7 separate regions of the Mus musculus genome follow, and regions 2, 3, 4, 5, 6 and 7 are each linked to region 1. Evidence: chromatin contacts called from public Hi-C, HiChIP or PLAC-seq and promoter capture Hi-C data. All regions are on one chromosome and are shown on one strand. The core of a region is the stretch at or near the end of the contact, and the rest is flanking DNA. Distances in the headings are between cores, read along the strand shown. Region 1 holds the start of Mettl1 (methyltransferase like 1). Region 2 holds the start of Gdf11 (growth differentiation factor 11). Region 3 holds the start of Suox (sulfite oxidase). Region 4 holds the start of Mettl7b (methyltransferase like 7B). Region 5 has its middle 17 kb from the start of Erbb3. Region 6 holds the start of Dnajc14 (DnaJ heat shock protein family (Hsp40) member C14). Region 7 holds the start of Sarnp (SAP domain containing ribonucleoprotein).

Region 1 (2,700 bases), core at 57-2,556:
CCAAAAAAAAGAAAGGAAAGAAAAAGATATTTAAAAGATCCTAACATAACAAAGCTACAAATCTTTGATGAGGTTCACTGTCCTAGGTCTCTCCTTCAGAAAATCCATGCAAGCATTTTAGCGAAAGAGCATCTCCAGTTTTTTTTTTTTTTCACGGAAAGCCTATCTTATTTGTTTCAGGTACCCTGAAGCCAACTAGCTTGAGTGTTCTGAACACTCGTCAGCGCTGTCTGCCTTGCAGGAGAATAGAGGTTTGTTAAAAGGAAAGAACTGAGCTGAGTTCTACCCACCCCCAGGAATCCACGTCCTCACTTCTCCACACTCCAGCTCCCCTCCTCCCGCCGCAATGCCAGCTCACGCACCCTGCAGCGCCGCCAAGATTCCCACGATGCCCGTCCCCGCGCCCAGTTCGATCACCTTCTTGCCTCGAAAATCCACATTTTGACTCTCGAAATAGTCACACAGGCTCAGAGCCTATGAGGAAGGGAAAAAGAAAGTGGGAAACTGTCAGAACGGTGTCTCCATATGGGAGAGCCGGGGTCCGGGGACTGGACCTCTCAGGGACCCTCACTTAGGGCAGCCCATTCCTCACCGCATCCCACACGCGTGCCGCCACCCCAAGGCGCGACCCAAAGTTCTGCGTGATGCTCAGCTCGTGCCCACAGAAGCAGAACCGGCTGCTCTCTGAGTAAGAGTCTGTGAAGAGCCGGATCTCCCGTGGGAACACGGATTCGGGCTCAGTTTCCGGATCGGTGCGAGAGCTGGCCATCCGGCAGATAGAGTCCCCGAGCACCCCGGCCAGCGCTCGGATCCCCTCTATCGGTGCGGGGTTGAGGCTGGGGACTGCCAGCCATATGGGCTGCTCCCAGGCACCGGGCCCCGCCTCCCCAGTTCGCTCTCCTTCCTCCAGCTGGACTTCCTAGAGATGGATGGGGATGACCCCCGAGCCCGGGTACCTGGCGCACACAGAACAGGACCCACACAACACCATACGGGCCAGACTTGGTTTGAGACCACCCGGAGAGAGAAGAAATGATGCTTGAGTTTACTGTCAGAGGCGGGTCCCTCACATCCCGCTCACCTGTGGGGCGCACAGGTACCTGTGGGCATTTGAGAACCCAGACTAGGCCAGAACGACCCAAGGGAGGATGCGGGGTGCCCGGAGCTGGCCTCCCCAAAGCACGGTTAGCAATAGCAGGGCGCAGGTTTCCCCTCCCACTCCCTTCAGGGTCCTTTCCCTACGGTGCTACAGAATTTGCTCTTCGCTCTTTAAAAGGCGGGGCCCGCTGGCGGTCCGCGGGCTGCGTCATCACCTCGCGCCGCGAGCTCGGCTCTCCACGTGGACTGCGTGGCATGATGGCGGGAGCCGAAGCCCCCCAGCCGCAGAAGCGCTACTACCGGCAGCGCGCCCACTCCAACCCCATGGCAGACCACACACTGCGCTAGTGAGCGGGCCCGGCGGGGTCCGGGAGGGAGGGAAGGCGGTCGCGCAGGGGCCACCGCTAGGACTTGCGATGGAGCGGGGAGGGTTGTCCGGGTGACACGTCAGCTGAGGATGGCTTAGGGAGATTGGGCAGAAGGCGGAGTTGGCCGGCTGGGAGGGGTCGCGGTGTTGGAGACTTAAAGTCTGGGTGGACTTGCCAGCCAGATCTAGGAAGAGGGGGGAAAAACTATTGCCAAAATGAAGCGAAGCAAGTTGTCATTTCCACCTTCCGGTTTTTCTTTTTAATTTGGTTTGGATTTTGGAGACAGGGTTTCTCTGTGTAGCCCTAGTTGTCCTGGCACTCACTTTGTAGATCAGGCTGGCCTCGAACTCACAGAGATACAGCTTCCTCTGCCTCCTGAGGGTGTGCACCACTACACCCGGCTCCGATTTGGGTTTTTTAATTTATAAAAAGATAAACATATATACACACTCCTGGCCACTCCTTGTTCCATCCTCGCCACACAAAATACATAAACAAAGAGGGCTGGAGAGATGCCTCAGTGGTTAAGAGCGCTTGACTGCTCTTCCAGAGGCCCCAGCAATCACATGGTGGCTGGAAACCACTTCTAATGGGATCTGATTGCCTCTCCTGGTGTGCATGAAGACTGAACACTCATACACATAAAATGCAAAATACACGGGTAAATAAAAATTTTAAAATATACATAAACAAAGTAGTGCTCCAGTGCCTTAGGCAGTCAGTCTCTGGGAAAACCTTACACACATCAGTACCCAGAAGAACTTGGCAGATCTGCAGCCATAGCCTCATGATGGGACTGATTCACACCCTAGAAGCCAGGGGACTTCCCATTACACCTTCTACATACCACATGGTCCCTGCATGCAGAGTTTTTTTCTAAGCCTACCACCCCCCCCCCAACTCTTACACAAAATGTCTGCACTGGTATGTACAACAGTCTCATGTGTCTCATGTCTTCTTTCTAATAGCCCTGTGAAGCCAGAGGAAATGGACTGGTCTGAGCTTTACCCAGAGTTCTTTGCTCCGCTTATTCAAAATAAGAGCCATGATGATCCAAAGGATGAGAAAGAAAAGCACTCTGGGGCCCAAGTGGAGTTTGCAGACATAGGCTGTGGCTATGGTGGCTTGTTAGGTAATAAGCTGGCCCTTTTCTTGGGACAGGGAGAGGCCTGGGTTCTGCCATCTCAGCAGGTTAGAGGCAGGATTAGTTGACCTTTCCTCCTGGGACCAGACA
Region 2 (2,700 bases), core at 165-2,664, 1.8 Mb after region 1:
CTTGCCAAACCACTAGGGAATAGAGAAAGCCTGGTTCCCTGGAGTTGGGGGGGGGGGGGACTACAGTCAGTGGGGGAGGGGAAAGGGAGTCACCTGACCCTAGGGAGAGAAGGCAGTGGGGGCGGTAGTATTGGCCTGGATTTTCCAGGCCATAAAATTTCAAAGCCGCTCCTGTCTATCAGAGTGTTCATCCTCCGTTTGGCCAGGGGCTCGGATGCCTGGGTTCTCCCATCCCCCTCATCTAGTTCTTTCTCCCTGGGTCTTCTTTGGCTCCAGCTGTGGGTAGGACAGGGAGTGAGCACGCTAAGATGAGAGTAACCAAATGATACTCGTTAAGTGGCAAGCGCAGTGGAGTTGAGTTATTTGAGCTCTTTCGGTACCAGGAAGGAACAGCTCTTCTAGGTCCTAGGGGATACCCAGTGCGAGATCAGGTGCAGAAAGGAGAGGTGTCAGCTGAGTTGCTGAGACGTACACCGGGTTTGGGTCCTATGCCATGGCCTTAGAGGAACACTTAGTTTTTCCGAAAGCCGGTGGGCGCCTTCCGGAGCACCGGGCAAGGAGTTGATGCTGGTGCCAGAGCAGTGGGAAGATGGCACTGCGGCCCAGCTGAGACTGCACGGGTCACGGAAGCTCCCCACCTAACGCTCCAGAAAAGTCACTGTAGGGTGCCAGTTTCTAGGACTACTTCAACTTGAATCTTTTTCTCACAAGGGATGGAAAGCAATAGCTCACAACCTGCCTGGTTTGGCCCCCCTCCCCCAACGCGCCATCCTCCACCCCCCCACCCTAGAACGGGGCGTGCACTCAACTCCGCTGCCCATCTTCTCCGCTCAAAAAGTTGTGTGGAGTGGCCCGGCTCCCCAATCCGTCAAGTTTTCGCAGAAAGGGCTTCCGGGTCCTTCCCGGACTGCACCGCACCGCGCGCACCCCGCAGCCCACTTACTCTCCTGGGCCATGCTTATGACCGTCTCGGTGGTAGCGTGGTACTCGTCCTCTTCCAAGAAGTCCTCAGGCTGCAGCGCGTCGCCTTGGAAGTCGTGCAGATCCAGGATCTGCTGCAGCGGCGGCGCCTTGGGCAGCAGCTGCTTCACTACCTCCCGGCTGATGTTGGGCGCCTCCTTGAGCCGCAGTTTGCTCAGGATCTGCGACTTGATGCTCTCTAGGCGCAGCTCGCGGCTGTGCTGCCGCCACACGCACACGGGGCAGCCGTCCGGCTCCGGCGGAGCGGACGGGGCCGGCCGGCTCGAGCGCTCCCCCCCGACCCCGGCCGCCGCCGCCGCTGCCGCCGCCGCCGCCGCGGGGCCCTCGGCCGCCTCCCCCCGGGGCCGCAGCTCCAGGGCGAGGAGCAGGAAGCCCAGCAGCAGCGGGGCCGCGAGCACCATGCTGCAGGGGAGGGGAGGACTGGGGGGCGGGGACGCCGGAGTCCCGCGGGGAGGGGGCGGAGGGAAGAGGGAGGAGGAGGGGGTCCGGGCGGCGCGGGATTGGGGGCTGCCCGGCCGAGGGGGGGCCGGGGGCCGGGGGCGGCGGGCGCACGGGCGGGGCGGGCGGGCGGCCGGGGCGGGCAGCTGGGGGGGCCCAAGCCCGGGCCGGGCCCTTTATAGCCCCGGCCCCCGTGTCGTCAGCGGCCGCGATTGGCTGCGGAGCCAACAAAAGAGGTAGCGCTGTCATCCGAGGCGAGAGAGGGAGCCGGAGAGAACCGAGGAAAAGAGAGAGAGAGAGAGAGAGAGAGAGAGAGAGAGAGAGAGAGAGAACACGAGCGAGCACGGGTCCAGAGAAAGATGAAGAGACCGAAAGATGAGGGGGAGGGGGGGAGAGGCCGTGAGGGACCGAGTCAGAGAGATCGGGGACAGACGGAGCGGTGGGTAGGGGTTGGGGGTGGGGGAAGAGGCAGATCCAAAGATACCCAGATAGGAAGGGAAGAGGGAGAGACAAAAGAGAGAAAAGAAGTCACAGAAGGGAGAGACTTAGCTAGAGAGCAAGAGCGAAGACTGAAGACGACCAGAAAAACTAGTGGGACAGTTAAGAGTGGAGAGAGTCAAAGACAAAGGTAGAGCGCAAAGAGGGGTGGCTAACCGAATTCTACGGAGTCGAACAGGAGAGAGCAGGAGAGGTGGGCAAGAGAACGGATGGGTCAGAGGGAGCTGATGGTACCCTGCGCAAGAGGGAGAGGCAGAGACAGGGGATACCTTGGAGGTAGCAACCCCTGAGGAGGCAGGTGCAGAGAAAAGACCAGGGGAGGAAGTAACACACACAAGTCAGCCTTGGTTGGAGCGCAAAGAGACACCCAAGGGGAAGAGGTGGAGATGTGAAGAATAGCCTCAGCTACCAGAGGTAGCCCAGGATGTTTAAAGAACCCATAAAATGGAACATCAGGCTGATTTATCACAGGGATGAAGGCGGTCAGGAGAGGAAGAGGCCAGGGACAAGCTGAGAAGTTGACAAGTACTGAGCCCGGAAGAAAACTATCTAGGAGGCCTGTGATCTTGAGATTGAGGTTTAATAGAACAAAGAGAGTGATCGTGATCGGGCTGGAAAGGGTGGGAGCCATGAGGGGAAGAGCCAGATGAGGGATGAGGTAGGGCTTGAAAGTGGTGCTTGGCGAGGAATCTGGACCCTCTCTCTGGGTTCCTAGCTACGTCTTTGTGTTTGTAAGGTCTTACATGTCTGAGAAAGCTTGAAGTTTTAGGCGTAAGGGTAAGA
Region 3 (2,700 bases), core at 188-2,687, 1.6 Mb after region 1:
CCAGATAAGATAATTATGAGATAGGCTAGGAGATAAGTACTGGCTTGGGAAAACCTACCTGATGGCCTGTGGAAGCCTCACAACCACGGATCTGTATAGCTGCAGCAGCATCGTGGCAAGACCTACAACAAGAAGATAGATTCTAGGTTTCAAACCAAGAAAACCCCATGTTTGGGAGACCTGAGAGTGCATGGTCCAAATGTGTTCTTAAGAGTACACTTGGAGCACTTCAGAGACACACTGTGCCGAAAGGAATGGGGGTGGAGTGGGGATGGAAAGGTACAGAGGCTTCTAGAAAGAACAATGCCCCAGGCAAAGGGACTAAAGGACAGATTAGAGGTTTGCCAATTTTTTTTCTAATGATGCTGTGTATTGAACCTAAGGTCTTGAGAATATTATAACTCTACCACTGAGTCATATCCTCAGCCCCTATTTTATAATTACTTCTAAATTGAGACTGATGAAAACAGACAAGAGGTGGCTGCAACCTAATGGGGTGAAGGAGCCAGAATCCTGGAAGCAAACTGCCTGGGGTTTGCAAAACCAGGCCTTGTCATTAACCAGCTCCCATGGCAACACAGCGGGCCTCTCTGAACTTGTATCCTCATCTCTACCCAGAGGAACTGATACGAAGAGTAAACAAGTAATAACATTCACTCAGACCTTTCCTCTTTTCTCCCTCCACCCTTCTAAAATAAATACCCCATCTGAGAACTGAACCTCAATTCAGAGTCTCCACCCTGACCTCGTAGTCTATGGCATTCTAGTGATCTCAGCAAACTGAGCAGAGTCAATGGCCAGGGTGTCAGGGGATGGGCTAGAGAAGGAAGTTAATTTTTCTGCTCTCTGTCCTGCTGAGGTGTCTTCCTCACAACCTAGTGCCTCTCTGACCTAGGATGGTCAAAGTGGAGAGTAGTAAGAAGCCGCTGGTTGCTGAGATGCTAGGGATGGGACTCTTACAAATGGCGAAGGAAGATGGAAAAGGCGAATTTTTCTCCTCTTTACGCCTGGGCCACGGGGATCCCTACTCTTCCTGCCATCTACTCTTAATTTCAGCAACCTGCTTTTTACCAGCCCCGTTCCAGGTTTGGGAGGAGCGGCCTGCTAAATACCGAAATGCTACTCCGTGGTGCAAGAGTAGTCCTTACTCTCTGAGACACTTTAGGTAGGAGGGTGTGTCTGTCCAGAATTCGGACAGAACACCAGCCTGCGACCCCAGGAGCACACCGACATCATATATGGAGATACTGGTTCTTTTGCTACTGCTAAGATTTGGAGGTTGCTCCAAGTTACTCCAAGATTTGGCGGCACTGGCCGCCTTGGTCCCACCGTTGCCCTCCCTCCTTTCTCTCCCGGTCGCAGTCCCCTTACCCGGCTGGATGTCGGCAGCGGAACAATTTCACCCGCCCCGTGCAGGGCTAGAGCGGCCCAGAGCGGAGGGGCGGGGCGGGGCGGGGCTCGGCCGTGACGTGTACAGTTTGTGCAGGCGTCCTGACGCCCCTCGCCGGCTCCGCAGCTATTGGCCCCTAGCTTTGCAGCTGCTCTTGACGAGGACTGTCAACTGTCGCCCGGTCGCCGGGTCGCCGGGTCGCCGGGTCGCCGGGTCGCCGGGTCGCCGGGTCGCCGGGTCGCGGGGTTGCGAAGCTGGGGGGCGGGGCGTCGCCGGGTCCTGGATGGTACAGGCCTCTGCCTCCCGGGGACCGGGGTCACACACTGGTGACCAGAGCAGACCGCAGCTCCGTAGGGAATTGTGAGGCACAACTGATGCTCTGTATCTAGACAGTGGAAGGTGACAAGGCCTTGAAAGGTGGCCACGAGAATGGGGACCACATTCCCGGGGAAAACCCAGGGTTTTGTCCCGCGCCTCGGTAGTTCGGTGTTGCAACGTTGAGTCCTAGGGAAAGCAAGGCCAGGAATAACGGCAGAAATGATGCCCAAAATAGTGGCTCAACGATTCCCAGAGTGGATTTCTGAAGTGTGAAAACAGCAATACCGAAAAACCATGTTTTATTTGAGACAAGGTCTCACTATGTAGCTCTGGCTGGTCTGAATCTAGCTTTGTAGACCCTGCTGATCCGGAACTCCGGAGGTAGATTTGTCTGTCTCTGCCTCGAGTACCTCACTTAAAAGCATGCACCAAAGTCTGCGTGATGAATTTTTTAAAAAGCGTCTACTTAAACAAGAAAAAAGGGCAGTTTAACAAAAGTATAAACATTGTAGTCTTGTATATAAAAGGTAAAGGACAATGATAGAAAAATTTGCTATTACTCTTAATCATTTACTAGAGATTGAAATTTTGACATTCACTTTGGGCTCCGGGAACAAACATTCATAGACTGCCCTCTAGAGACCAGAGGGTTGAGCTACAGTCGCATCAACTTAGAACAAACTTTTACATCTGGAAGTTCATCTTTGTCCATTTATGTTTTTTGATTGTTTTTGGTTTTTGTTTTTTGAGGAATTGGGCTAAGAATCCTGAACAGGGAAGTGTACTCAGAAAAGGGGACGTGATAGTGAATAGGTGATATTGACTCTAACGTTTTTGGGAGTGGAAAGGTTTTCAGCCTTTGCAGATTATCATCCGAAAGGTTGGTTCTGTTTTTGTTTTTATTTTTTGAGGCAGGGTTTCTGTGTAGCCCTGACTGTCCTAGAACTTACTGTGTAGACTAGGATGGCCTGGAACTCACAGAGATCTGCCTG
Region 4 (2,795 bases), core at 106-2,605, 1.9 Mb after region 1:
TGGGCCACTTTCACAACTGACCTGGGGTTGTGGGTTAGATACACCTGCTAGATAGAGGTGTGATCCCAGCCTCTCCTGACATTCTGGTGTCCAGCATAACCCAGACATCCCAGGACTTCTGGCTATAACAGGACTTCCTCAGACCCTTTCCCCCAGTGTGCTCTTCCTAGGGAATTTGTCCACTCCCATACTGAAACTGCAGAAAAGTCACCGGGTCCAGAGCTCATTCTCTAGACCACATCTTGTTCTGACTTCCAGACCTGAACTTCTGATGCCCCGCGTGGCTTCTCTGCACAGATGTCTTAGTGGATCCTGAGACCCAGCACGTCCAGAACAGTTTTTCCATTCCAGCAAGTGGACGATTCATCCACGCCCTCTTCAGTTGTGCAAGCCAGAAACTTCAGAAATCATCCTAAATTCCTCTCTTTCCACACCCTGCTCAAACTCTCATAGACTCGACTCCCCCAACACTTCTACTTGAAGAGTTTTATTTCCCCCACCGCATCCTCCACTAGAACACTTTTAGCCTCCCCCTCCACCTCCTCCACACCATGATAACTTCTTAGACATCAATTTAAACTTCACCACCTTTGGTGTCTTCTCTAGCTTTCCTCACTCCCCTGTGTTTCCATAGTAACCTACGGTGCTCCTTCATGGTCAGATCTCCCAACCGTCAGCAGAGGCACAGGCCTAACAGGCCATTCTGATGGTGTGTTCAGCTGTCAGGTGGTGGGCTACATCAGCGTCCTTTGGAGTTGCCCTACTATGCTTACCTGCTCCAGGCCTATACCCTCCCTGGTCTACTCACCGGCCTCAGGACTCTCTGGACTTCCTGCAGGACCTTTCTGGGGCTCTGCACAGAACATAGCACCAGGGTACAGACCACCACATCCATGGAGCTGTCAGCCAGTTGTTTCATGTTCTCTCCGTAAGCCACAATGAAGCGCTCATATTGGAGGTGCCTGTTCTCAGCCATGCTCTTTGTCAGGAACTTCTCGAAGTTGGGGTTTGGGTCCACACAGGTGACCTTGCAGCCCTGTGGGTAGAACTGGAAGTTGGCACCGGTGCCGCAGCCCAGCTCCAGCAGGGCCACGTTGCCGGAAGTCCCCTTGAGATCTTTTATCTGGCTAAATAGTTCCCGTTTCTTGCTTTCCATCTTTTTGTAGGACCTGGCTGTTAGCATGGCCATGAAGTAAGGGAAGTAGGTTTTGCATATAGGCTGCCAGCAGCCCAGCAGAGCCAGTAGGTGTAGAGGTAGAGTCAGGAGCAGCACCAGCAGCTGCAGAAATAGAACCAGGGCATCCATGATACCAGCTCCTGGTGGAGCGTCTCGTGGAACACTAGAGTTTTGCCTCTGCCCAGGCTGGCAGATGTAAGTCTCCCCTCCTCCTCGGATAGGACTTTGCTCTTTGCCTCCTGTCTGGTAATTCTTTTAATGGGTGGAGCATGTATTCTTCTAGAATCATGGGTCATACAGTGTCACTGGCTTTTCAACAAGTTTTATGTCGGTGAAGGATCAAGGCAGTGCCTGTGTTGCTGTATTATAGAAGATAGTTGAGTATTCTGGCTTGCCTCAGAGGAAGCAGGAAGGGGGCCAGGTGCGGGGGCATGTTTCAGATCACAGCCTCATGGGGGCCAAAAGCTGGGAGCAGAGCAGACTTACTGTTCTCAGATCTGTTCAGGTTGTGCAAGCTAGAAACACCCTCTGGGATTTTATAATCAGCAAAATGCCTTTGTTGTAAATGATGGCCAAATAGAATGTACAGGGTTAGGCCTGATGGTTATGAGAAGGAGGGAGGTTACTGATCAGAAGAAAGATTCTGGGGCTGAAAACAGGCCTCAGCTACAGAGTGCTGGTGCTCGAGGCCCTGAACTGAAAGAGGGCAATTAAAAAAACCTGTGAAATAGTGTATTTAAAAATTTATGTATGTATGCATATATGCATTCCATGTATGCTCTTGAGTGTATGTGTGTTATGGTGCAGTTGTGGAGGTCAAATGACAGCTCCTGGGAGTTGCTTCTGTCTGTCCACCACATGAGTGCTAAGGATTAAACTCAGTTTGTCAGGTTTGTCAGCAAACATCTTTACCTGCTGATTCATCTCAACAAACTCTGATTTTAATGTTATGAGTGTGTGTGTGTGTGTGTGCATGTACATATGCATGTGTGTACGATATGTACCAAGGTGAGCATGTGGAGGTCAGAAGACAGCTTTGTGGAGTCGGTTCTTTCCTTGCCCCTTTATGTAGGTTCTGGGGGTCAAACCCAGGTCTGCAGACGTGCACAAAAAGCACTTTAGCTAGCTCAACCATCTCACTGGCTCTAAGAAGACACTTTTTTTTTTAGATGAATACTCATTTCAAATTCAAGGCCTCTAGACTACATAAGTAGAAGAAAAGGAGGAGACAAGGAAGGAAAGAAACAAAAAGGGCAGGCAGGGAGTGAAAGAATCTGGAGACCTGAGATTAGTCCTGGTTTGGCTATGAGCTCTGTGAGAATGTTCTTACGTATCAAACAAGGAGAAAGAAGCGGTGTGGGGTCCTTACATGACTTCCAGTGTCCTGCCATGCTCCTGCATTTGTATGACCTATGGAGAGTGGGGGTAAGAAGCAAGAAGCTGCCCCAAGAGTCCTTGGGAACGTGATGACAACTCAGTACAGTTAAGTTCACGACCAGGTCAGGGCTGGCATTGATGAAGGGGTTCTCCCAGCATCCTAGTATAAACTCCTATGTTGTTAAAGTCCTGGTTTCTTTTTTTCCCTCATATGCCTGAAGTCTCCCTTAGTGTCTCAGTA
Region 5 (2,700 bases), core at 82-2,581, 1.6 Mb after region 1:
AACCCAAGACCACCAGCCCAGGGATGGCACCACCCACAATGGGCTGGCCCCTCCTCCCCTTGATCACTAGTTGAGAAAATGCCTTACAGCAGGATCATGGAGGCATTTCCTCAAGGGGGGCTCCTTTCTCTGGGACAACTCCAGCTTGTGCTAAGTTGACACACAAAACCAGCCAGGACAGTGACTGTTTGTTCTTTTGCTTGAAAGCCTCACCAGAGAGGATACTCTGCTCTGCCCAGAAATTTCAGTGGGGAACTCCAATTGTTGCTTTAAAGGAGCTTCTGTCTGTCTGTCTGTCTGTCTACCTGCCTGCCTTGCCTACCTTCTTACTTACCTGCATACAGAAGCTGGCTTCTGTCTATGTATGTATGCTGGACATACATACATACACACAAGAAGGCAGAACACTCATGTGCATAAAAAAAAAAAATACATTGACCCAGGCAGTGGTGGCACATACCTTTAGTCCCAGCACTTGAGAGGCAGAGGCAGGTGGATTTCTGAGTTCAAGGTCAGCCTGGTCTATAGAGTGAGTTCCAGGACAGCCAGGGCAACACAGAAAAACCCTGCCTCAAACAAACAAGCAAACAAAAACAACAAACAAACAAACAACAACATTGAAAAATATTATTTTATCTTTTTTTTTTCAGAGCTGATGACTGAACCCAGGGCCTTGTGCTTGCTAGACAAGCACTCTACTGTTGAGCTAAATCCCCAACCCCCCAAAATATTTAAGAATATATTTTTGTACACACATGTACATGGAAGCTCTCCTTCTACTATGTGGGCTCTGGAATTGGCTCAGGTTGTCAGACTTGACAATGGGTGGCTTTGTGGAGCTGTCTCAGTTCTCCTCCCCTGCACACTGCAAATATCCCCCTCTCTCCCTCCCTCCCTCCCTCCCTCCCTCCCTCCCTCCCTCCATGGGATTACCTGTGCTTAGCACCCATCACTGCATTTCCTATTATATTCAATAAAGCTGTTAAAACATTAATCTTCTGAGAGGCGAGGACTGTTCAGGGCTAAACCCAGGACCTTACAAATGCTAAGCAAGTGCTTTACCACTGAGGTAATTCCAAACTTTGTTTTTGTTTTTTATTTTTTTGTTTTGTTTTGTATTTGTCTATAAGGGCACTGGCGATCAGACCCAGGGCCTCCTGCATGAGTAGGTGATCTCATTGAGCTATGTTCCAACCTGAAGTGCTGCTTTTGCTTGTTGTGAGTCAAGATCTCAGGCAGCACAGGCTGACCTTGAACGTTTGATGCATCCAAGGATGGAGAATGGCTGAACTCCTGATCCTGGTGCCTCCTCCCCCACCCACCACCCTGAGGGCTGGGTCCCAGTGCTATCAAATTGGGCTGCACACTTTTAAAAAATCAACTGTAGAGTTGGAGTAAGTGTGACATACCTAGAATTCCATTCTTGGGGGGTGGAGGCAGGAATTCATGGTCATTCTCAGCTAAAGGAGAGTCTGAGCCAGCCTGGGCTATTTGTGATTCTATCCAGCCTGTGATGCTATCTCAAAAAAAAGAAAAGAAAAAGAAAAAGAAAAGGAAAAAAGAAAGAAAGAAAGGAAGAAAGAGAGAGAGAGAGAGAGAGAGAGAGAGAAAGAGAGAGAGAGAGAGAGAGAGAAAGAAAGAAAGAAAGAAAGAAAGAAAGAAAGAAAGAAAGAAAGAAAGAAAGAAAGAAAGAAAGAAAGGTAGGTAGACGGGGGGGCTGGAGAGATGGCTCATCGGGTAAGAGCACTGACTACTCTTCTGAAAGTCCTGAGTTCAATTCCCAGCAACCACATGGTGGCTCACAACCATCTGTAAAGTGATCAGATGCCCCCTTCTGTTGTGTCTGAAGTAGCTACAATGTACTTATATACATAAAATAAATAATTCTTTAAAAAGAGGAAGACATATGGGGGAAGGACTTTTTTTTTCCGAGACAGGGTTAGTGAAGAGTAGCGAGGTGGAGCAAAACCAAACCAATTCTCAGTGCTCGTCTCCCACTGTCTGTGGGATCATATTTATACTCCTTCCTCAGCATTCTTTCACGTATCTGCTATAGCAAAACATCCTTTCACCTGTGCCTGCTTCAGGAAAACATTCTTTACCATGTCTGCTTTAGCAAGACAATCTTTTCACCTGTGTGCCCCAGCAAAACATCATTTGACATAATTGACTTTCCAAAACTAGACGTTTCCGCTTCAGAGAAGAAGGAACATGATCAAAATATATTGTATGGAAAGAAGTAGGGGGGTTTGTTTTGTTTGTTTTGAGACAGTGTCTCTCTGTTTAGCCTTGGCTCTCCTGGAACTCACCGTGCTGACCTCTAATTCATAGAGATCTCCTGCCTCTGGCCTCTAAGTGTTGGGATTAAAGATATTCAACACCATACCTGCCTATAAAATTTATTTTATTTTATTATTTTTATTTATTTATTTATTTAGTTTTTTTTTTCAAGACAGGGTTTCTCTGTGTAGCCCTGGCTGTCCTGGAACTCACTTTGTAGACCAGGCTGGCCTCGAACTCAGAAATCCTCCTGCCTCTGCCTCCCGAGTGCTGGGATGAAAGGCATGTGTCACCACCGCAGGGCCATAAAATTTATTAAATGGCAATATTTACAATAATTCAAAGATTGCTTGACTTTGTGTAGGTGTGGGTATGTCATGTACATGCATATGTGTATTTCTGTATGCACATGTATGTAGC
Region 6 (2,700 bases), core at 47-2,546, 1.8 Mb after region 1:
AGGGGTGGAATTGCTTTCCTAGACCTCCAGCTTCATTCCAGCCCAGAGGTCCTAGGCACACGGGTGGCTGTTGGCCGCAGGCACCCCCTTGGGCTACTGTGCTCTGTTGCTCCCTAAACTCAGGCAAGTCGGAGCCCAAACCCAGGGAGCTAAATGCAATTAGCTTGGGGGCGGGGGTGTGTGTGGGGGAAGGAGACAGGGAGTGTGTATGGGGTGGGGGGGGGGGAGGATGACATCACGGGGCGGGCCCCCTCAATCTTTACCTCTGTCTGTGGGGGAACCCAGGCTACCCACTTCTCTAATCTAGGAGGAGGGACGCCCCCTAACCATAGCAATGAAGAGTTTTGTGACGCCCATCAAGACTAAGACGGAAGGTCTCTGAATGCTAAGGAGATTAATTACCAACTTAACGTTTTCAAAGCCCAAATAGGGTCCCAAAGCACCCGCTGGTCCAACTTGGTTTCTTCCACTTCCCAGAGAATTGGAGTATTGTCTTCTGGGGAACCGGGTGGTCGGGAGCCGGAGAAGGGTTTTTAACTAGTGCTGGGTGGGGGTGTTCATGGGTGGAAAAAAAAACTTGTGGAGCAAGACGGGCCTGGCAGGGACACTGGCAGAACTGTAAGGCTTTAAAGGAGTGCAGACGAGAGGTTCCATCAGGGTCTGCGTAGGGGTTGGGGAGCGTGCTGGCTTCGACCCAAAGCTTACTATGTAAATGAGATGCAAAGCAGCACGCAGATGAGTGCGGGGTTCTGTTACGCTGGACTAGGTTCTGAGCTCCGTGGAACCAGGTACCCCTAGCCGCATTCCCTGGCCCGGCCCTTACGCCGCGTTCACAGGGGGCGGATCGGCGGCGTGGAAGCTCGCCAGTTGGGTCCAGGAGAAGTGTCGCGTCTCTTTAGGGGGCTAGCTAGTCCGGGACACACACTTCTCCGCAACCTCTTGGCTGGACAGCCGACAGGGAAGGGTCTGGGCGAGCAGGGTCGCTGGCTCCTCTGCGTGCCCTGGGTGTCTGTCTGCACGCCAAAGACGGTGTGTGCTTCGGCAGCCGCCCTTCATCTCCGTTTCAGCAGCGACGACGAGGAGTACAGTTCGCAGGCTTCAGCTCGCTTACGGCGGGACCTGCGTGGAGGCGGAGGGCCCTTTAAGGGGTGGGGCCGGATGCTCTAGCACCGCCTCCTCGATTGACTCCGCGCCCGCCGCGCAAGTGAGAGCCTCGGCTAAGCGCTTTTCTCTTCCCTTCGCGACCTTTTCCCCCCCCCCGGTGACCCCGGAAGTGGAAGTAAGCGGCCGTGGCGGGGACGGAAGGCGGAAGCGGAGCGTGAGCGGGAGGCGGAGCCGGGGGAGCTGCTCCTGTAGCTCCCCCTGGCAGCTCCCCCTGGCCTCAGGCGCAGCTGCTTGAGGAGGGAGGAGTTACCGCTGCTGCTCGGTACGTCGCCTTCGCCCCTGGTACCCCGTCGGTGGGTTCTCGGGTAATCTTTTGCAGGGGCACCTCGAAGCTCCGCCCTCAGCTTTTCCTCTAGCCCTGCACGGTCCCCACCCTTTTCTGACAGATTGCGGCCTCCCTCTTTCAGGCAGTCTTTTTTTTTTTTCCTAAGAGTTACCCCCCCACCCCCCCGCCGCCCCGACCACACCCTTTGCGGCACCCCCCCTCCCCCCCATTTCTCAGATTGAAGATTGTTAGCTTCTTGGAGGAAGAAGAAAAAAAAATTAAGATTTCGGGAGTAAGGGGGTTTCTGAGGTCCGGGTTGGTGCAAGCAGGTTTGTGGTCTGCCTAACTCACGTTTATTGTTAGGGATAGCGAATTTGAGCTAACACTGCCTGGGGAGTGGGTACATTGAATATGTCATTTTGAGATTGTTTAACTCTTGGTTCTATCCTTGACCATTCCCAACTTGATATCTTTGTTACAGGCAATGATGGCAGTGACCTAAAATCCTCAGGAAGCCCGGGGTCATGGCCCAGAAGCACCCGGGAGAAAGAAGGTTGTGTGGAGCCCACCGCAGTGGTGGTACCTCCCTCAGTACATCAGGATCCTCTGTGGACCCCGAAATACTTTCATTCTCAGGACTCAGGGACTCAGCAGAGACTGCTCCTAATGGTACACGATGCCTCAAAGAGCACTCCGGCCCTAAGTACACACAGCCTCCAAATCCAGCCCACTGGTCAGATCCAAGCCATGGTCCTCCAAGGGGTCCAGGACCACCTAGAGGAGGAGGCTACCCTGATGAGAGCGAGACAGGTTCAGAAGAGTCAGGAGTGGACCAGGAACTCTCAAGAGAGAATGAGACTGGGTACCAGGAGGATGGGAGTCCTTCTTTTCTTTCCATTCCATCTGCTTGTAACTGCCAGGGAAGCCCTGGAGTCCCCGAAGGAACTTACTCCGAGGAAGGAGATGGCTCTTCTAGCAGCCTTTGCCACCATTGCACCTCTCCAGCCTTGGGGGAAGATGAAGAGTTGGAAGAAGAATATGATGATGAGGAACCTCTTAAATTTCCCAGTGATTTTTCACGTGTGTCCAGTGGAAAGAAACCCTTGTCCCGGAGGCAGAAGCACCGTTTTCTGATCAAGGAGGATGTTCGGGATAGTGGACGCAGAGAACCCAAGGCCCCAGGTCGTCATCGGCTGGCCCGAAAAAGAAGTCAGACAGATAAGCGCAGAGGCCTGGGACTGTGGGGAGTAGAGGAACTATGTCAGCTTGGA
Region 7 (2,800 bases), core at 185-2,684, 1.8 Mb after region 1:
CACATGCAGCAGTCCTACCAAGATGATGTAGGCCAGCCAGATGCCCCGACTGTTCATCACTCGAGTGTTGGGGTTTACTTCGCTGTGTGCCACCCCCACATTCATCCTACCACAGTGAGGGATCAGGCAGGAGTCCAACTCAGTCTCCTCATTAGCCCTGATTGAGCTTGTTCCCCAGCTGTCTCCTGAAAAGCCAAAATCCCCTGAAGTCTTGGGAATGAAAGAATTTCCCTACCATGCAAAAAAAGGAAAAACTGAACACTTTGTTAAAACTTGAGAAGAGGTGAAGCAGCTGGGTGTGGTGGCTCATGCTTGTAATCCCTGAATTTAGGAGGTTGAGGCATGAGAACTGTTTGACCTTTCTCCAAAACAAACAAAAAGGCAAGAGGGTCTTCGAAATGACTAAGGTGGAAAAGGTATTTGTCACCATGCCTAAAGACCTGAGTTGGATCCCCAGGACCCATGCAGTGGAAGGTGATAACCAACTCCGGAAAGCTGTCTTTTGACTTCCGTACCTTCAGTTGTTAGTGTGTATACTCACACAAGTGGGGTTTTTACTCAGATCTTTACATTTCAACTAAATATAAAGCAGTAAGTTTAGACTGTGAGACCTATTTGAAGGATCGGAGGAATCGGGAGTATTTTAATTTACTTTCTTGAGGAAGTTAGTGAATTATAAAGAGGTCACACATACCCAGAGTTCCACAAGAAAGCTATTCAGTTAATCAAGGGACCAATAAAGAAGGCACTGAGAGTAAAGCTACCTCTAGTTCCCATCCTTTTTTCCTGGGGCTTGTCCATCCTGTCTCTCACCCGCTTGGCATTGTCAGCAGCCAAGCAATTTCATCCCTTCACTGAACGTGGGGCGCTGCAAAAACTTACCCAATTTTTAAATTAGTCTAGGAAGGGGTCTGAGCTCAGTCCCTCAAGAAATGGGAGTCCTTCCCTTCTAGGAGCGGTTTTAGTTTTTAAACTTCTGCAAGCTCTAATGCCTACTTTTGTTTTTTGTTTTGTTTGTTTTAACCCGCTCTTGCCTGTCCCACAATTCCCCAAATCAATTACAGAGTCCGCCCATGCTCCTCCCAGAGTCCCAGTTTCGCATGTCACTTTCTTCACGGGATCTCTCGAATCTAAGGTTGTCGTTTCGCCGCCCTTCCCAATACTCCCACCGATTTCTCTCTGTAACTTTTTAAAGTTTCACGGGGCCCATACCTGCCAGCTTCAGGAGCCCGTCCGGCTTGGGGCACAGCGCTGGCTCTTACACCTGTGGTCTCCAGGAAGTGGCCGACTTTCGCCCTGTCTGCGCTCTCCCTATTGGCGGAACAGAATCCGCGCTGTCCCCAATCATTGGTTGGTTACGCAATGGAGACGTACAATTGGTCGCCTTTTCTCTCGTTAGGCCATGCAAACCCCGCCCTCCCCTGGATCCACCTTTTTAGAGAGCCGTGGAAAGTGGCCAAGAGGCGTGAGAGCGCCGCCGCCGCTGACTAATGGGAAGAGCCGTTGGTGTGAGGTGGGAGCAAGAGAAACAGCGATTGGTTGGATGAGCCTAAGCGCCTGAGGTGGGGGCCAGCGGTGGGGGTCCGGTGGACTGAGGCGCATCAAGATGGCGGCCGAGACGGTGGAGCTCCACAAGCTGAAGGTACCGTTACGCGGGGAAGGCTGAGGTGGGGTTTCCTGGAGCCTAAATTCTACGCGGGGCCCTGCGCGGCCTTATTCCACGTGTTTTCCTGTCAGGCGCCCGCTTACACTTCTTTCCTGGCTCCCGTTGTTGTTTTGTGCCTCCTTTCTTAGGCCTACCTTGAACTTCGTTTCTCCTCAGTAATTTATCGCTATCGTTACCTGGTGTTTACCTGCTGTTACCTGTTCTTCTCATTGTTTTTATTACCTGCCACCCTTCCCTGCTCGGCTGTGAAGCGCCTTCTATCTTTTATACCCCTTTCTCATTTAATCTTCATTACGTCAGTGGTCCTTCCCCCGTGTCCCATGCTGACCCAAAGTTATGGTTTGTTTGTCCGTCCCCCCCGCCCCCCAACGGATTGATGTAGTCACTCCTCTTGTCCCAAAGCTGGAATTCCTCAGTTAACATATAGTGGCATTTTTGCATGTTTTGCTGAATATGTCCCAAACATAACCCAGAAAGTGCTTCCGTTCTCTTTTAACAAGGTGGGGTTAAGACCCCGCACTCGAATTTTTAAAATCAAGGAGAGGAGAGGCCTTAAGATAGGTTTCTCGGTGGAAACCTGGGGTAGAGGCTTCTCCAAAAGGTTGTAAGATGGCAAACACATCAATCCTAAAAGTTTTTCGAGTTTTCTCAGGAGGTTCTCAATGACCTGCCCTCCCTCCCCTGACTATCCTACCTCTAGAGAGAGAACGTGTAGGGTAGATAGCTGTAATATGAGAGGTGTATGAAGTATGTTTGAAAACCTTAGGATTTTGTTTGTCCTTTTAACCTTTGGGAAGGATCCCAGCTCTCTTGATGTCACCCCCAACTCCCTTTTTGGGTCTATTTTTGTTATTTCCGTGTGTCTGTGTGAGTATATGATGGATGCATGCTCTTGGAGGTTAGAAGAGGGTGTTGGATCCCCTGGAGCTGGAGTTACAGGCAGTTTTGAGCAGCCTGATGTGGGTGCTGAGAGTAGAATAATTTGGGTCCTGAAGAGCAGTAAATGCTCTTCACAACTGAGACATCTTTTCAGGATGCCTTGGTGTCACTTCTTGATAACATTCTTGAACCACAGGATCTATTGAGTTGTACATTTTGGTAACCCGAGGTTCTTTTCTTGTATGTAGACTTGCC

Evidence for each region. Promoter capture Hi-C pulls out the DNA fragments that hold promoters and counts their contacts. Hi-C and Micro-C count contacts between places; a contact is called where the count stands out from the background. HiChIP or PLAC-seq counts read pairs in DNA pulled down with a chosen protein or histone mark.
Region 2: a contact with region 1 is called in a promoter capture Hi-C map of neutrophils, with 4 times the contacts expected there. The contact joins the promoter of Gdf11 here to the promoter of Mettl1 in region 1. A contact is called at or near these places in 7 of 39 promoter capture datasets (cranial neural crest, hematopoietic stem and progenitor cells, liver and 3 more) and 1 of 484 Hi-C or Micro-C datasets (B cells).
Region 3: an HNF4G HiChIP or PLAC-seq map of pancreatic cancer cells shows a contact between it and region 1. The contact joins the promoter of Suox here to the promoter of Mettl1 in region 1. A contact is called at or near these places in 1 of 39 promoter capture datasets (embryonic stem cells), 1 of 484 Hi-C or Micro-C datasets (B cells), 3 of 115 datasets of contacts at active chromatin or transcription factors (embryonic stem cells and pancreatic cancer cells) and 2 of 9 other capture datasets (liver and macrophages).
Region 4: a promoter capture Hi-C map of liver shows a contact between it and region 1, with 6 times the contacts expected there. The contact joins the promoter of Mettl7b here to the promoter of Mettl1 in region 1. A contact is called at or near these places in 2 of 39 promoter capture datasets (embryonic stem cells and liver) and 1 of 115 datasets of contacts at active chromatin or transcription factors (pancreatic cancer cells).
Region 5: an H3K27ac HiChIP or PLAC-seq map of embryonic stem cells shows a contact between it and region 1, with 5 times the contacts expected there. The contact joins the enhancer-like site here to the promoter of Mettl1 in region 1. A contact is called at or near these places in 5 of 39 promoter capture datasets (hippocampal neurons, liver, neutrophils and 1 more) and 2 of 115 datasets of contacts at active chromatin or transcription factors (embryonic forebrain and embryonic stem cells).
Region 6: a Hi-C map of B cells shows a contact between it and region 1, with 6 read pairs. The contact joins the promoter of Dnajc14 here to the promoter of Mettl1 in region 1. A contact is called at or near these places in 2 of 39 promoter capture datasets (embryonic stem cells and liver), 1 of 484 Hi-C or Micro-C datasets (B cells), 1 of 115 datasets of contacts at active chromatin or transcription factors (stem cell-derived neural progenitor cells) and 3 of 9 other capture datasets (adipose tissue, liver and macrophages).
Region 7: a contact with region 1 is called in a Hi-C map of B cells, with 10 read pairs. The contact joins the promoter of Sarnp here to the promoter of Mettl1 in region 1. A contact is called at or near these places in 7 of 39 promoter capture datasets (the 3T3-L1 cell line, embryonic stem cells, liver and 2 more), 1 of 484 Hi-C or Micro-C datasets (B cells), 2 of 115 datasets of contacts at active chromatin or transcription factors (the NIH/3T3 cell line and bone marrow-derived macrophages) and 2 of 9 other capture datasets (adipose tissue and liver).

What each region holds. Positions count from the first base shown.
Region 1 is chr10:127,040,626-127,043,325 of GRCm38.p6, forward strand. Mettl1 (methyltransferase like 1) reads left to right here and starts at 1,307. Exons shown (of 6, transcript NM_010792.1): 1 at 1,307-1,445; 2 at 2,435-2,598. The coding sequence starts at 1,354. It overlaps Eef1akmt3 (EEF1A lysine methyltransferase 3), which reads right to left and starts at 769. Exons shown (of 3, transcript NM_001205036.1): 1 at 593-769; 2 at 363-474. The coding sequence starts at 769.
Region 2 is chr10:128,890,304-128,893,003 of GRCm38.p6, forward strand. Gdf11 (growth differentiation factor 11) reads right to left here and starts at 1,415. Exons shown (of 3, transcript NM_010272.2): 1 at 944-1,415. The coding sequence starts at 1,382.
Region 3 is chr10:128,672,481-128,675,180 of GRCm38.p6, forward strand. It overlaps Suox (sulfite oxidase), which reads right to left and starts at 1,438. Exons shown (of 4, transcript NM_173733.3): 1 at 1,372-1,438; 2 at 59-122. The coding sequence starts at 111.
Region 4 is chr10:128,959,633-128,962,427 of GRCm38.p6, forward strand. Mettl7b (methyltransferase like 7B) reads right to left here and starts at 1,356. Exons shown (of 2, transcript NM_027853.2): 1 at 809-1,356. The coding sequence starts at 1,306.
Region 5 is chr10:128,605,365-128,608,064 of GRCm38.p6, forward strand. No RefSeq gene overlaps it. Among named protein-coding and RNA genes, the nearest start is that of Erbb3, 17 kb to the left of the region's middle. Within about 2 kb of position 1,332, at least 17 of the 459 cell types and tissues checked have an H3K27ac peak or open chromatin away from gene starts, as enhancers often do. A contact at or near this core is called in embryonic stem cells, where this site is marked.
Region 6 is chr10:128,804,258-128,806,957 of GRCm38.p6, forward strand. Dnajc14 (DnaJ heat shock protein family (Hsp40) member C14) reads left to right here and starts at 1,297. Exons shown (of 7, transcript NM_001359825.1): 1 at 1,297-1,426; 2 at 1,911-2,700. The coding sequence starts at 1,954. Tmem198b (transmembrane protein 198b) reads right to left here and starts at 190. Exons shown (of 5, transcript NM_178066.3): 1 at 1-190.
Region 7 is chr10:128,820,330-128,823,129 of GRCm38.p6, forward strand. Sarnp (SAP domain containing ribonucleoprotein) reads left to right here and starts at 1,435. Exons shown (of 11, transcript NM_025364.3): 1 at 1,435-1,642. The coding sequence starts at 1,607. It overlaps Ormdl2 (ORM1-like 2 (S. cerevisiae)), which reads right to left and starts at 1,300. Exons shown (of 4, transcript NM_024180.6): 1 at 1,213-1,300; 2 at 1-185. The coding sequence starts at 105.